Linked DNA regions of Ovis aries: region 1 is linked to region 2. Evidence: chromatin contacts called from public Hi-C data. All regions are on one chromosome and are shown on one strand. The core of a region is the stretch at or near the end of the contact, and the rest is flanking DNA. Distances in the headings are between cores, read along the strand shown.

The links. Hi-C and Micro-C count contacts between places; a contact is called where the count stands out from the background.
Region 1: a contact with region 2 is called in a Hi-C map of muscle, with 3 times the contacts expected there. The contact joins the promoter of COL23A1 here to the promoter of PHYKPL in region 2. A contact is called at or near these places in 2 of 16 Hi-C or Micro-C datasets (muscle and skin fibroblasts).

Annotation. Positions count from the first base shown.
Region 1 is chr5:37,400,369-37,406,908 of ARS-UI_Ramb_v3.0, reverse strand. COL23A1 (collagen type XXIII alpha 1 chain) reads left to right here and starts at 4,578. Exons shown (of 27, transcript XM_042250383.2): 1 at 4,578-5,073. The coding sequence starts at 4,783.
Region 2 is chr5:37,012,424-37,018,684 of ARS-UI_Ramb_v3.0, reverse strand. PHYKPL (5-phosphohydroxy-L-lysine phospho-lyase) reads left to right here and starts at 2,350. Exons shown (of 9, transcript XR_009600847.1): 1 at 2,350-2,438; 2 at 3,254-3,372; 3 at 4,651-4,810.

The DNA.
Region 1 (6,540 bases), core at 3,329-5,828, 390 kb before region 2:
CATTTAGTCTAAGGCTAGTTTATCCCCACTACTGATGCAAAATCTTTAGAGTACTTTACCCATTGCCCTCTGAATTGTCAGGTTTTCCTTGCTGGTTGGTGGGAAGAAGAGCTATTCCTGGCCAGTGTGAGCTGTAGGGTTTGCTTCCTCTCTAATTAGAGTCTCATCCTTCTTAGCGGTTCTGTCCTGGCCCCGGTAGTTTCTTCACAAATGTGATGATCTCAGATGGAGAGTGCTCTCTCTGTCTGCAACTATGCTCTCCAGTCCTTTACCCTGCAAATTCTAACTGCCTCAGCTTCTCTGGGCTTGTAGCTCCTTCACCTTAGGGTGGCTGTGCCTAACTCCCCCTCCCTGCACTGTCACCTGGAAACATCTCTCCAGAGAGGAAGCTGGGACAGTCCTTGGGCTCACTTCATTTCCCCCCCCCCCATCTCCCAAGGATCACTGTCCTTCATTGTGATCACTGTCCAGTATCTTGAAAACTGTCATTTCATACAGTTTCTCTAGTTTTCTAGTTTCAGATAGAGTATATTTAGTCCTGGTTAGTATATCCATTTTACAAACTAGAAAACTGAGTGTCTGAAACAGTAAGTAGCTGTGAGCTATTAGTGGAGCCAGAACTGGAATCTAGGCATTATAAGGCATTATACACCAAGATGCTGGTGCTTTTCCCATAATGTCATGCTGCCTTTTCTAGGTAACAATTACAATTTCCTTATGTAATTGAAGTTTACTCCTTTAAGCCTTAAAGCTTAAGCTAGCCATTTTTGTTGAAAAATTTTAAAAAATGATTAAGTACTCCCTGCCTTCTTAAACATCTTCCCAGGTGGTGCCAGTGGTAAAGAACCCACCTGCCAATGCAGAAGACCCAAGCGGTTCTGGTTCGATTCCTGGGTTGGGAAGATACGCTGGAAAAGGGCACAGCAACCCACTCCAGTATTCATGCCCGGAGAATCCCATGGACAGAGGAGCCTTCTTAAACAGAGCATTTTGAACATATTTGAATCTCTACATTATTAATATTATTTACAATTTTCTGTCGTGGTTATCCACCCTATCTGACCTAAGTAATCCCTTTTTAATAAAATAGTTAATTAGTTTAATAGTTAATCCCTTTTGTCCTGAAACATCTGGACCCTTGACAATCACCAGGCTGGGACTGCTGCACTTGCTGCAATTGTGATGGTAAAGAAGTGCTATCAGGTCCCTGACATAGTCCTCCCTTCCCCCTCTGTACTAAAATGGCCCTCCTCTCCCTGCTGATGAGGGTCAGTTACCCCTGTGTTCAGGTCCCTGGACACAGAGTTCAAAGTGCCCTAGGGGGCAGCCATAGCTTATAGTTGAATGGACTCTTGCTTGGGCCCTGGCAAGTGCAACCCTCTGGAGAAGTAGGACCTTCAACCCTGTAGGGCCCAGCTTTGTGAGGACAGCAAGGGTAACCCCACCACCACCACTGTGAGTCATGGGGAGTAACAGTGAATGGGGCTACTCTTGCTACTACCCTTTGGTTCCTAGACCCACATATTATTGGGAAAGAAGCATCATTATCCCTCATTTAATGCATATGCCACTTTCTGGAAAATGGCAGTGCAGTCTTTTAGTGTATTGACTCTGAATACTATGAGTGGGGGCTTCACTTGTGCCTTCAAAAGGTAGTTCTGGTGTTCTGTGAGACTGGCTGCTTCTGGCTGGTGCAGGATGTAATATATAATATAACCAGTGTGTTCCATGGTCATGGGCTCACTCCCACACTTACTGTGCTGTAAAGTGGGTTTCCTGGTTGGATGCTATGTTATATAGAATAACTGTGGATTGCGGAGTCTATATAGACTGCTGGCTGAGGCTCTGCAAACAGGGAACACAAGCCGTTACCTAGAACAGCTATCCATCCCTGTGAAGAACAAATTGCTGGCCCTTCTGGGATGAAGACAGTCTGAAGTAGTTGATTTGCCACCGAGAAGCCAGTTGGTCTCTCTGAGGATTAGTGCCTATCGCTGACAGGTTAGCCATTTCAGAGGCAAGAGTAGCTAGACTGACCTTGGTAATCTATATGCATGTTAGGGAATGCAGTGGATTCCCATACCCCAGATCTTCCCTCCACCACTCTGACTCAGCTCTGTGCCCTTAAGAGGCTGATCTCTGTTACTGCATCATCTGGGCTCCCCTGCCCTATAGGTTTGATCATTGGGAGGCCCTGCAGATCAGAGAGTAAGAGGAGAGATTATCTCCTAGCTTCTTATCTTCCAAGCCTTGGTTTGGCAGACCTGTCAAATGACACAGCTCCTTTTGAGCTGAACTTTGTTTAGCTCTGAGCATTCACAGGATTCCAACAACAGTTCCCTCTTCTCATTTCAGCAAGAAATAGTCATTGCCTCCCACTGTTTATACTCCAGAATGTTTCTTCCACATCCCCTGCTGGCTTCACTTAATCCGCCCCACCATATAAACAGTCTCTACAATCAAACTATCTTCAGTCTGAATACTGTCCCTTCCAGGGCCCTAACTGACATAAGATAGAGTTTTTTCTTCCTTGCCTCTTAAAATGATGTGTAGACAGTAAACAAAAATTCACCTTTCCTTAATTCACTTGACAAATATTTGCCAGATCCTGCACTGTTCTTTGAGAAAACAGTGGCGAAAAAGACAAAGGGGTAACTTTGTCTTGTTAATAAAGAGGTAACTTCAAACAGTGATAAATGATTCCCCTGAGTAATCCTTCTGAAGACTGTGAATGAAGCTTCCTTAGATTGGACAATCTGGGTAGGTCTTTCAGAGATAGTAAGGTTTAAGGACCTGAGGACCTTAACCTAAAGGAGGAGCTTGCTCAAAGATCCGAGAGTAGGGTATTCCAGATAGTGAGGCAGTAGGCAAGGACAAAGGCCAAAGGAACCAATGAGCTTGGCTTTTTTGATACACAGAAAGTTCTGGAATATAGTAAACAATACATGCAGCTGATGGGCAATTTGCCTATGTGTTTGTAGCAAGAACGAAGTGCCAGCTTATAATATGGTGTTGACCTCTTTTCAAAGAAGACAATCCAGTTTGCTGAGCAAATACTTTTCAGGCTATTTATTGGGCATACACTATATTTTAGCAAGTCCTTCTCCATTTAACCACTCAACTGTAACCCCAAGTCATCTAAGGTCACAGCTATGAAGTTGCAGGGGTGAGGTGCCAACCATTTCTGTTTTACTCCAGTCTCAGAAGTACTTTTCTCCTCCAAGTTAAGGGAGTAAGGAGGTCCTCAGCAGTTGTAAGAGCTTTGTAATTTGTCCAAAGAAGCTAATAAATCTGAAGATACCCAGAGAGGGAGCAGGAAGATATAACAGGTCTTCCCCCCATAGAAAAAAAGCACTGCAGATTTGCCCACATTACAAAGATCCAAGTTGGTCTGTTGTTTTTATTTGACTATTACTGGAGTTAGTGGGAGACTATGTAGGACCAGTTTTAGGATATAATAGGCCAAGTAGGAATTTGAGCCAGCAGAGAATGCGCCTGACTTCAGTCTTGCCCCCCTTTCTTAAAAAAAGACTGTTGTTCCAGCCACTTGATTATCACTCAGGTTTTCCTACTTTAACCACGTGTTAAAGAATATACAGAATCACAGTATAGCTTAAATGTGGTACATACTAGATGAATATTTTTGGCCATATTGTGTTTCCACTGGGCTTCACTGGTGGCTCAGATGGTAAAGAATCTGCCAGCAATGCTGGACACCCGGGTTCAATCCCTGGGTTGGGAAGAACCCCTGGAGAAGGACATGGAAAACCACCCCAGTATTCTTGCCTGAAGAATTCCATGGACAGAGGAACCTGGAGGGCTACCAGTCCGTGGGACCGCAGAGTCCGACACGAATGAGCGACTAACACTTTCTTGTGCTTCCATTACAGAATGAAGCTAAAAGCTCATCAAAAGTTGGAGTTCTTTCCCCCTATCTTTTGCACTTATTGAAAGTCTCAATTTTCTCAAAGGAAAGCCTTTACCTAGGTCAGTAATTGTAAGACTTATTACAATTGTCTGGCACATAATAAATGGTGAGAGTATTAAAGATTCTTAGACTCATGCCTCTGCCAGACGCAATCCCGATTAACTGCGTCTGTGTGACTGCACAAGAGGTCCCTTTCCGCCACCAAACGGCGCTAGGGCACCATCCAGAAACGATTCACTAAGTTGGCCCTAGGGTTTGAAGTTTTGAACTCTTAAAAAAAGTGTCAGAAAGGTTAATTCACAAGTTGAGGGGAATCTTCCCAAGAAATGAGTGGTGCCGCAGCCAGCGGTGGGCTGCAGAAGGCGCTCTCAGCCTCTGGGTGCACCTCAGACCCCTTGGGATTTTGAAGCTGGAACTCGGGCTGGGGAGTCGCGGGGGTGCGGGAGCGGCAGTGGGCGCAGCCCGACGCCGAGAGCAGGTAGGGGCAGAGGTGAGTGCTGAGCGCTCTGGGCTCGCCCGGCGCGCTCGGGGGGTGCTCGGAGGAGCGGGCTTCCTTCCCGCTCCCGCCCCCTCGCCTCGCCGGGCCGCCGGGGCCGCTCCTCCCCTGGGTGGGTCTCGGCTCCTTTTCTGGCAGGGTCTATTTGCATAGAGGAAACTGCCCAAAGTGGCCGCTGTGGAGGAGCTGGCAGCGGGGAAGGGGGTGTGCGCCGCGGTCCAGCAGCTGCCCAGAGGCCGAGCCCCGCGCCCGGCCGACCGCGTGCCTCGGGCTCTCCCGACCGCTCCCACACGCTCAGCCTGCGTCCCCGGGCTCTGTGCACCGCCGGCTCCGGGAGCTCACGCTCGACGAGCGCGCCATGAGTCCAGGCCGGCGCGCCTGCGAGGACGAGCGGAACGGAGACCCGGCTGGCGGCGGCGGCGGACCGGTGAGCCCCGCGACTGGAGCGCGGGCCTGGGCGGTGAGCGCGCTGTGCCTGCTGCTCTCCGCGAGCTCGGCGGTCGCCTGCCTGCTGCTGGGCGTCCAGGCAGCCGCGCTGCAGGGCCGGGTGGCGGCCCTCGAGGAAGAGCGGGAGCTGCTGTGGCGCGCGGGGACTCCCGACGCCTTGGCCGCCTGGGCCGAGCCGCGGCTGGAGCGCCTGCTGCGTGAGGTGAGGCGCGGCGTGGGGAGCGGGGAGTGTCCGTGCGCCGGGAGCCGTGGCGCTGGGGAGGGGTCGCCCGCCAGCGGTGAGCGCCCGAGTGCGTCCCGGCAGGCTGCACCGGGAGGGGCGGAGGCGGTGGAGGCTGGGGTGCAGGCGGCCGAGCGATCGGTCCTACAGTTCCCGCCGCAGCCTCAGGGTCGGCTTGCGGGAAAAACAAGCTTAGGACTGTTTCGAGGACAAGCAGGGGGAGGAAGAGGAAAGACCGCTGACTTTGAAGTAACAGGTCTAGGGGCGAGTTTCCACGGGTGTGCGCGCTTGGACCGGTGGCTTCCCGCCTGCGTTAAGCGCCTGCACTCTTACCTGTGTCGGGATAATGAAGGAGCTCTTTCGGGAGGGGTCTGATGACTTGTCACTGGTAGCAGCTGCTATCCCCAATGCTGATATACTTGCAGAGGTGTGGGTCTCCAGCAGACCAGAGGATTCCTGGTGGCGGGAAACCTCTGTCAGACCCGGGCCAGGGTCCTTGGAGGGACATGGTCAATTCAGCCTGCCCTGTCCACCCTCTGAACCGTCAGGAAAGTGTTTCGGAGCAGCTCCATCTTGGGGGTGCTATGCTGTGCCTTGGTCTCCTTGGGCTCCGTGCGCACTCAGGGCGACGGAGACTTGGGGACGCCAACATCAGCTTGGCAGGTGAAGAGCAGAAAAAACAGGGCCAGAAAACCCAGATTCTAGTTTGCGTTGACTCCACCTGGGCGGTGCCGCCTGGGCATTGTGGACACAGCAGATCTTAAGTTTCCTTGCTAGAAGTGTCATATAAGATTCTGTGACACTTCTGATAAGGTTGCTGTTATACCTCTTCAAAGCAGAAGCCACATTCGGGACTTCAAACTTGCACCCATCATGTTGATCAAAACCTCCACCTTCTGTGCAGTGGGGCCCGTCCCAACAGAATGGTGGTGGTAGACTGGCCGGCACACCCTTGGCTGTGCTGTGCTCCCTTGCCTGAGCCATCCTCCACTTCCTAGGAAAGGCGGCTAACCGGAGATCCCAGCATACTCCCCAAAGTGTTAGTCACTCAGCCCTCTCCCACTCTTTGGGACCCCATGGACTATAGTCTTCTAGGCTCCTCTGTCCTTGAGATTTCCCAGTCAAGAATACTGGAGTGGGTTGCCATGTCCTTCTCCAGGCCATCTTCCCCACCCAGGGATTGAACTCTGGTCTCCCGCAGTACAGGCAGATTCTTTACCATCTGAACCACCAGGGAAGCCCTCAAAGGACATCCTTAACTACAGTGTGAAAAGCACTACAGAGTTTCAAGGTAGAGAAGAGGAAGGGTAGGCTTGTTACTGTGGAGTCCCCTGAATTGTGCTCATCTGTGATCTTTAGTAATGAGCTGTGTATCCACTGTTGAGTTGATTTGAGTTCTTTAAAGGGAGCAGGAGAAGACTGCAGCATGCCTTCTTGATCACCATACCT
Region 2 (6,261 bases), core at 1,101-3,600:
GAGCAGGAAGAGGGGAGGCTTCCTGGTGTTGTCCTGTCCCTCTTGTAGATACTTTCAGTCCAGGAAATGACCAGTCCTGGCCTAACTTCCACCCTCCCGACCCTGGACATCCCATGAGTGGGTGAGATGTGAGCTGGGTCTGACTGTGGCCTTCTTACCCTCTATATCAAAGCTGGAAAAGTTCCTGAGGTAACCTGACTTCTCTGAGCTGTCCTGAGTCACAAGACAGGCTTATGTTGGGCTCAAGACAGGGCCAAAGATAGGCCCCTCACAGGACTCTCAGACTCCCTCTGCCACACAAACACATACACACTAGCATACACCTGCCTACCTGCTAAGTTGCTTCAGTTGTGTCTCTGTGACCCCCATGGACTGTAGCCCACCAGGCTCCTCTGTCCATGAGATTCTCCAGGGAAGAATACTGGAGTAGGTCGTCATGCCCTCTTCCAGGGAAATCTTCCCAACCCAGGGATCGAACCCACTTTTTTTATGTCTCCTGTATCAGCAGGCAGGTTCTTTACCACTAGCACCACCTGGGAAGCCCACAGGCATATGCATTACATATACAAAGCTGGAACTGCATGATGTACAGACATCTATGGGTCTCTCTACCAAAGAAGGGGGTCAGACCCATTGAGAAAACCAGTGACCACATTTGACATGCAGGGAGGGGGGCTTGGCCCTCAGGAAAAAACTACAGGCCACAAGCAAACCTGCTTGGTTAATTTGAGAGGAATTTTTTTCAAGAATCATACCTAACGTTTAATTCAGCTTTCCATTTAAAAGTAAGAAACTTCATTCTGTGTGTGAAGATGAAAAAGTTCTGGAGATGGATGGTGGTGCTGGATGCACCTGAGTGTATGCCGTTGAACTTGTACACTTAAAAATGTTAAAATGGGGACTTCCTGGTGGCCCAATGGTTAGAATCCACCTCCCACCACAAGAGATGCGGGTTAGATCCCTGGTAGGAGAGCTAAGATCCTGCATGCCACAGGGCAACTAAACCCTCACGCCTCAACTAGACAGCCTGGATGCTGCAACTAGACCCGACACAGCCAAAAATAAAATATTTTTTAAATGTTAAAATCGTAAATTTTGTTATGTGTATATGTTACCACAATAAAGAAACTCCAAATATTCTTTAATAAATGCCTTAAGTGGGAATTCCTTGGCAGTCCAGTGGTTAGGACTCAGAGCTTCCACTGCCAGGACCCAGGTTCAATTTCTGGTTGGGGAACTAAGATCCCACAAGCTGCACAGTTCAGCCAAAAAAATGAAAAAGCCTTAAGTCTGGGAGAAGAGACGAAGAAATCAGAAATGAGGGGGGTGAAGCAGAGGGCTGAGACTCATGAAGAGGGGACAAGAGGGACAGCAGGAGCCTCCCCTTTCTCCAGCCTGCTCAGGCCACCCAGCTCAGGCTGCAGCCTCCCGCCCTGGTTCTAGGGTTCACCAGGGCAGAAAGTTCCAGGAGGGGCTATCTCTCTGTATCCTGCTTTCCAATCCCTTAAGGGCGTTCTCTTACTCCCTAGAGTTGGGAGTCCAGCCTCCGCTTCACTCTTGCTATGTGTTTAAGAACAAGCCATTTCCCTGTCTGAGCCTCCGTCTCCTGGCCGTGGATAAGGCTCAGGAGACCGCCTACCTCTCTTCCTAAACACTGTAAGATTCTCATAGTGGTTCTATAACTCGGGTTCACTCTGCCTGGATTCCAGCAGGAGTCCCAGAAGTCACGCCCAGGACCTCCTCAGCAAGCCCCAGCAAGTGGCCCTGTGCTCTCCTGCCCTTTCTGCTGCTCCTTCACAGGACTGTGCAGTGGTGCCCTTTCTGCTGCGCCTGCCTTGAGACCCGAACCATGCTGGGAGCCTGTCACACGTTCCCAGGGGAAGCTTACGGTGCATCCCATTTTATGCTCGGGGTGGAGGGCCGGGGGTTGAGGGGGTGGGGGGGAGGCAACTCAGGGACTCGGCCTGAGGCTCCAGGTGAAGCCTCCCGAAGCTCAGAGCCCCTTCGGGTGCAGGAGCAGCGGCGGGATCACCAGGGTACACTTCCCGAGGAAGGAAACCACAGCGGTCGGGAGGGCGAGGTCAGTGATTTGGTGATTTGTCCGGAAACCAGAGCTGGGGCAGCACTAGGCAAGGCGAGCACAAACCCAGCTTCCGCTCGGGACTGTCTATGGAACTTCGCTGGGATGAGGAGCCCACCAGACCCTAGCCAAATTAATTAAGGAACAAATTCCTAATAGACCACCTGGGGGCGGGGCCGCGGGGCAAATAGGAGCTCTGAGTCGGGCTTTGCGATGGGCGGGGCCCGCTGCTGGGGCGTGGCTTTGGGCGGAGCCCGGGCGCTCCGCCCAGCGTCTCGGAGGGACTGCCCGCGAGCGCTATGGCGGCGGATCAGCGAGGGAAGGCCGCGACTCTGGCCCTGAGGCGGCGGCTGCTCAGGTACAGAGACAGCAGCGTGGGGGCGGCGCGTACGACGTACGCACGTCCGGCGCGGAGCCTGCAGGCCTCAGCTCCGCCGGGTCTCGTCCGGCTCCCGAGCCTACGGCCCCTGAGACCCTGCGGCGTTCAGCCTGTGGCAGGCGGTCGCTTCCTGCGCCTCCCCCGCAGCGTCTTATCCAGCCTCGCAGCTGCAGCCGGGCGCCGGGGAAGACCTCCCTCAGTGGTGGCCTGCTCTCTGGACCTGGGGCCGGCCAGACAGAGACCCAGGAAGGGATTGAAAGTCCAGATGAAAGGTGGGGGTGGGGGGAGTCGGCTCACAGGCATCCTTAGAGAAAGTCTACCCTTGACCTGTGTCTGAGGGGCTCTTGGTGAACGTGGAGCGTGAGGCAGCCTTGGGCTAGAGCTTGGGCCTGGCCCCCAGCAGGGCAGCAGGCTTGGCAAGCAAGGACCATTAGGGCCGAGAGCCAGCCCTCTTCACTCTCCCAGCAAAGAGACACTGCCCTAGGGAGTCCGTGGGTCTGGAGCAGCCACTTTTTCCAGGACCCAGGGGACTCTGGGCACATTCATTCATATATGTATGAAGCCACATAGTCTTCAAATGACAAACAATTTTAGTTTTAGCAACTTCTTAACCCATCCTTCACCTTTCCAGCCACCTGTGGAGTGGGGGAACTGGAGGCAGGGGCACAACACCTTGCCCTTCAAGCTTTTGTCCTTTCCAGAAACTGGGAAGATGTTGGGGGAGGCCTGTGATGGGTGGGTTTCATCCTTCAGATCTTCAGACATGGCTGTCCATTTGTTGCCTGTCCCTACAGCAATTCCTGCAGACTCTTTTTTCCTGAGGATCCTATTAAGATTGTCCGGGGCCAAGGGCAGTACATGTATGATGAACAGGGGGCAGAATACATCGATTGCATCAACAATGTGGCTCACGGTCAGTATCACACTTCAGGATGGGGCAGAAGAGGATGCCAAGACAGAACCTAGTTCAGGGGTAATCTTCAGGTTGCAGAGAGGTTCAGGGAACTCAGGTTCAACTTAGCCAGCATCCATGTGCAGAGGAGACCCAGTCTTTCTATGGAAACTGTGGAAACATCCAAACACTAGCTGTGCTAAAATGCTTCCCTGGTGGCTCAGATGGTAAAAAGCCTGTTTGCAGTGCAGGAAACCCGGGTTCAATCCCTGGGTTGGGAGGATCCCCTGAAAGAGGAAATAGCAACCTACTCCAGTATCCTTGCCTGGGAAATCCAATGGACGGAGGAGCCTGGTGCGCCACAGTCCATGGGGGTCACAAAGAGTCAACATGACTGGGTGACTTAACACCACTAAAGCTGTGCTAAACCAGCAGGAGTCAAAGACCTAAGTCTAGCGGTTCAGTTCCACTTGGAACTAATGGTGAGTTCAGAGAACAGCAGTCAGCCTAGCCATGATCAGCAACCCAACAGGACCCTGGCCAGGCCCTGGCAGTCACAGCAAGGCTTTAGCCCTGGTAACCATCTCAGGTCCTGGACGAGGAAACTTAAGTAGGAATTCAGTTAACCAGATGAGGCCACCAGAGCTGGTGGAAGGAACAGGAGTCCAGTGACCCAGTAGGGAAATTAGAAGTTAGTAGAGCTGAAAGCAGGGGATTTAGTTTCATTCTTCCTGGGTTCATATCCCTGTCCTCCACTTACTCCCTCTGTGGTCCTGGGCAAGCTTCAGTCTGTTCGGTTTGCTCATTTGCAGAATGGACATGATGATACTAGGTACACACCTCCAGGCATTTGGAGGGATTGAGTTAATTCATGTAACTTGCTTTGAGTGTGCCTGACACTTGGCGAGCCGCCAGTCATCTTCATTCTCTGGTTATAATCCTTGGCTGTTGGCCCTCATTACCTCCAGCCTCCCTAACTGGTAAAGTCAAGCAGACACCCCAATGCCATCTTCATCCCCGAAATCCACCCCCCATCTTTGTCAAGAGCAAGGCCTCAAGAAGCTTCTTCTAGATCAGGTTTCTGCTAGAGAACTTTGCCTTCTGCCGGAATCTCAAGGTCTCCTTTCTAGGGCTTCCCTTCCAGACTGGCACCTCTGTCTTCAGACTCCCCTCTTTCCTCTGTACCTCTCCCTCCATAACTGCATCTCCTCTAGTTGGGTTTACAGATTGGGGCTGGGGGAGGCCTGGAGGGATTGGCTGATCGGAGCCAGCCGTATGATAGAGGTGGCCCTCTTGCAGTTGGGCACTGCCACCCTCTCGTGGTCCGAGCAGCACACGAACAGAACCAGGTGCTCAACACCAACAGCCGATACCTGCACGACAACATTGTGGATTATGCGCAGAGGCTGTCAGAGACCCTGCCAGAGAAGCTCTGTGTGTTTTATTTCCTGAATTCTGGGTAAGTGCACTATGGTATGGCCAGCCCCCAGTAAAAAGATGAGGCAGCAGTTTGCTCACATGGGCAAAGCATAGTGTAACCAACTGAGTCTGGGGAGAGGCAGCCCTCGGTGTGCTGGGCACTCACACTTCCCAGCTGCAGTCCCTGCTGCTTCTCTGTCAGATCCAGTTTCCTATTCTCTTTGTAAGGGGTGCCATTACCTCCCTTGTAGGATTGTTTTTGGGGCTTACCAAGGTAATATGTATCTTTGTTTGCTCTAAGAATATAGGGGCATGGTGCTGGGAGCTATAGCCAAAATCCCAGCTCCATAAGGAACAGAAACATCCAAGATTCTTCAGAGAAATACAAAATAACAAGGAGGAGTCTTGGTCTAGAGGAAAAGTACAGAGAATCAGTACGCTTGCCTGGAAAATCCCATGGATGGAGGAGCCTGGAAGGCTGCAGTCCATGGGGTCGCTGAGGGTTGGACACAACTGAGCAACTTCACATTCACTTTTCACTTTCATGCATTGGAGAAGGCAATGGAAGCCTACTCCAGTGTTCTTGCCTGGAGAATCCCAGGGACAGGGGAGCCTGGTGGGCTACCGTCTATGGGGTTGCACAGAGTCCGACACAACTGAAGTGACTTAGCAGCAGCAGAAGCAGTGAGGGGGGCTGGCCTCCTCTGAGAGGGTTGGGGAAGACTTCCCTGAAGAAGTAATGTTAGGCTAAGCACTGACTGGGGGCTACCTGGATGAGGAGGAAGAAAGGTTGCTGCCAACTGCATTTGCAGTATTCTTGTCAAGGTTGGTCATCACACAGAACAGCCTGTGCAAAGGCCCTGTGGCAGGACGAGTATTTGCACAGTTGAACTGAAAGACAGCCATTGAAGGAAGGCAGAGCGTGGGAGAAGACACTGGGGAGGGAGGCAGGGCCTGTCACTCAGGGCTTCTTTAGTCAAGTAAGGTACTTGTTTATCCTAAGAGCATTGGGAAGCCATCAGAGAGCTTTAATCAGGTAAGTGCTGTCACCAGGGCTGGAGGAGAGCAAGAATGGACACCGTTAGGCACCAGTTTAGTGACTGGGTGACAGGAGATGCTACACTGGGAGTAGTGATGGCAGGTGAAGGCATGTACACAGAACCAACCCAGTGGGCCCTGGAGAGAAGAGTACAGAGAATAATGAGGCATAGGAGTGCGGAGACCTGGTCTCTCTGCTGCCCTTGTCTTCCTGTGTCTCAGTAATATTGATAGTTACCACTCTCTGGAAGTGCTTTCTGGTCTTGCTGCCAGAACATTTCATGCTTCTGGTTTTCTGCCAGCTTCTGGCTGCTACTCTATCTCCTTTGCCGATTCCTCCCCTTCCATTTCTCAGGGCTGATCTTCTCTGAGGCCCTCTCCTTTCCTGATCTCATCCATTCCTGTGTATTTTATATTGTCCACATGCTGCTGACTCCCACATTTGTATCTTAG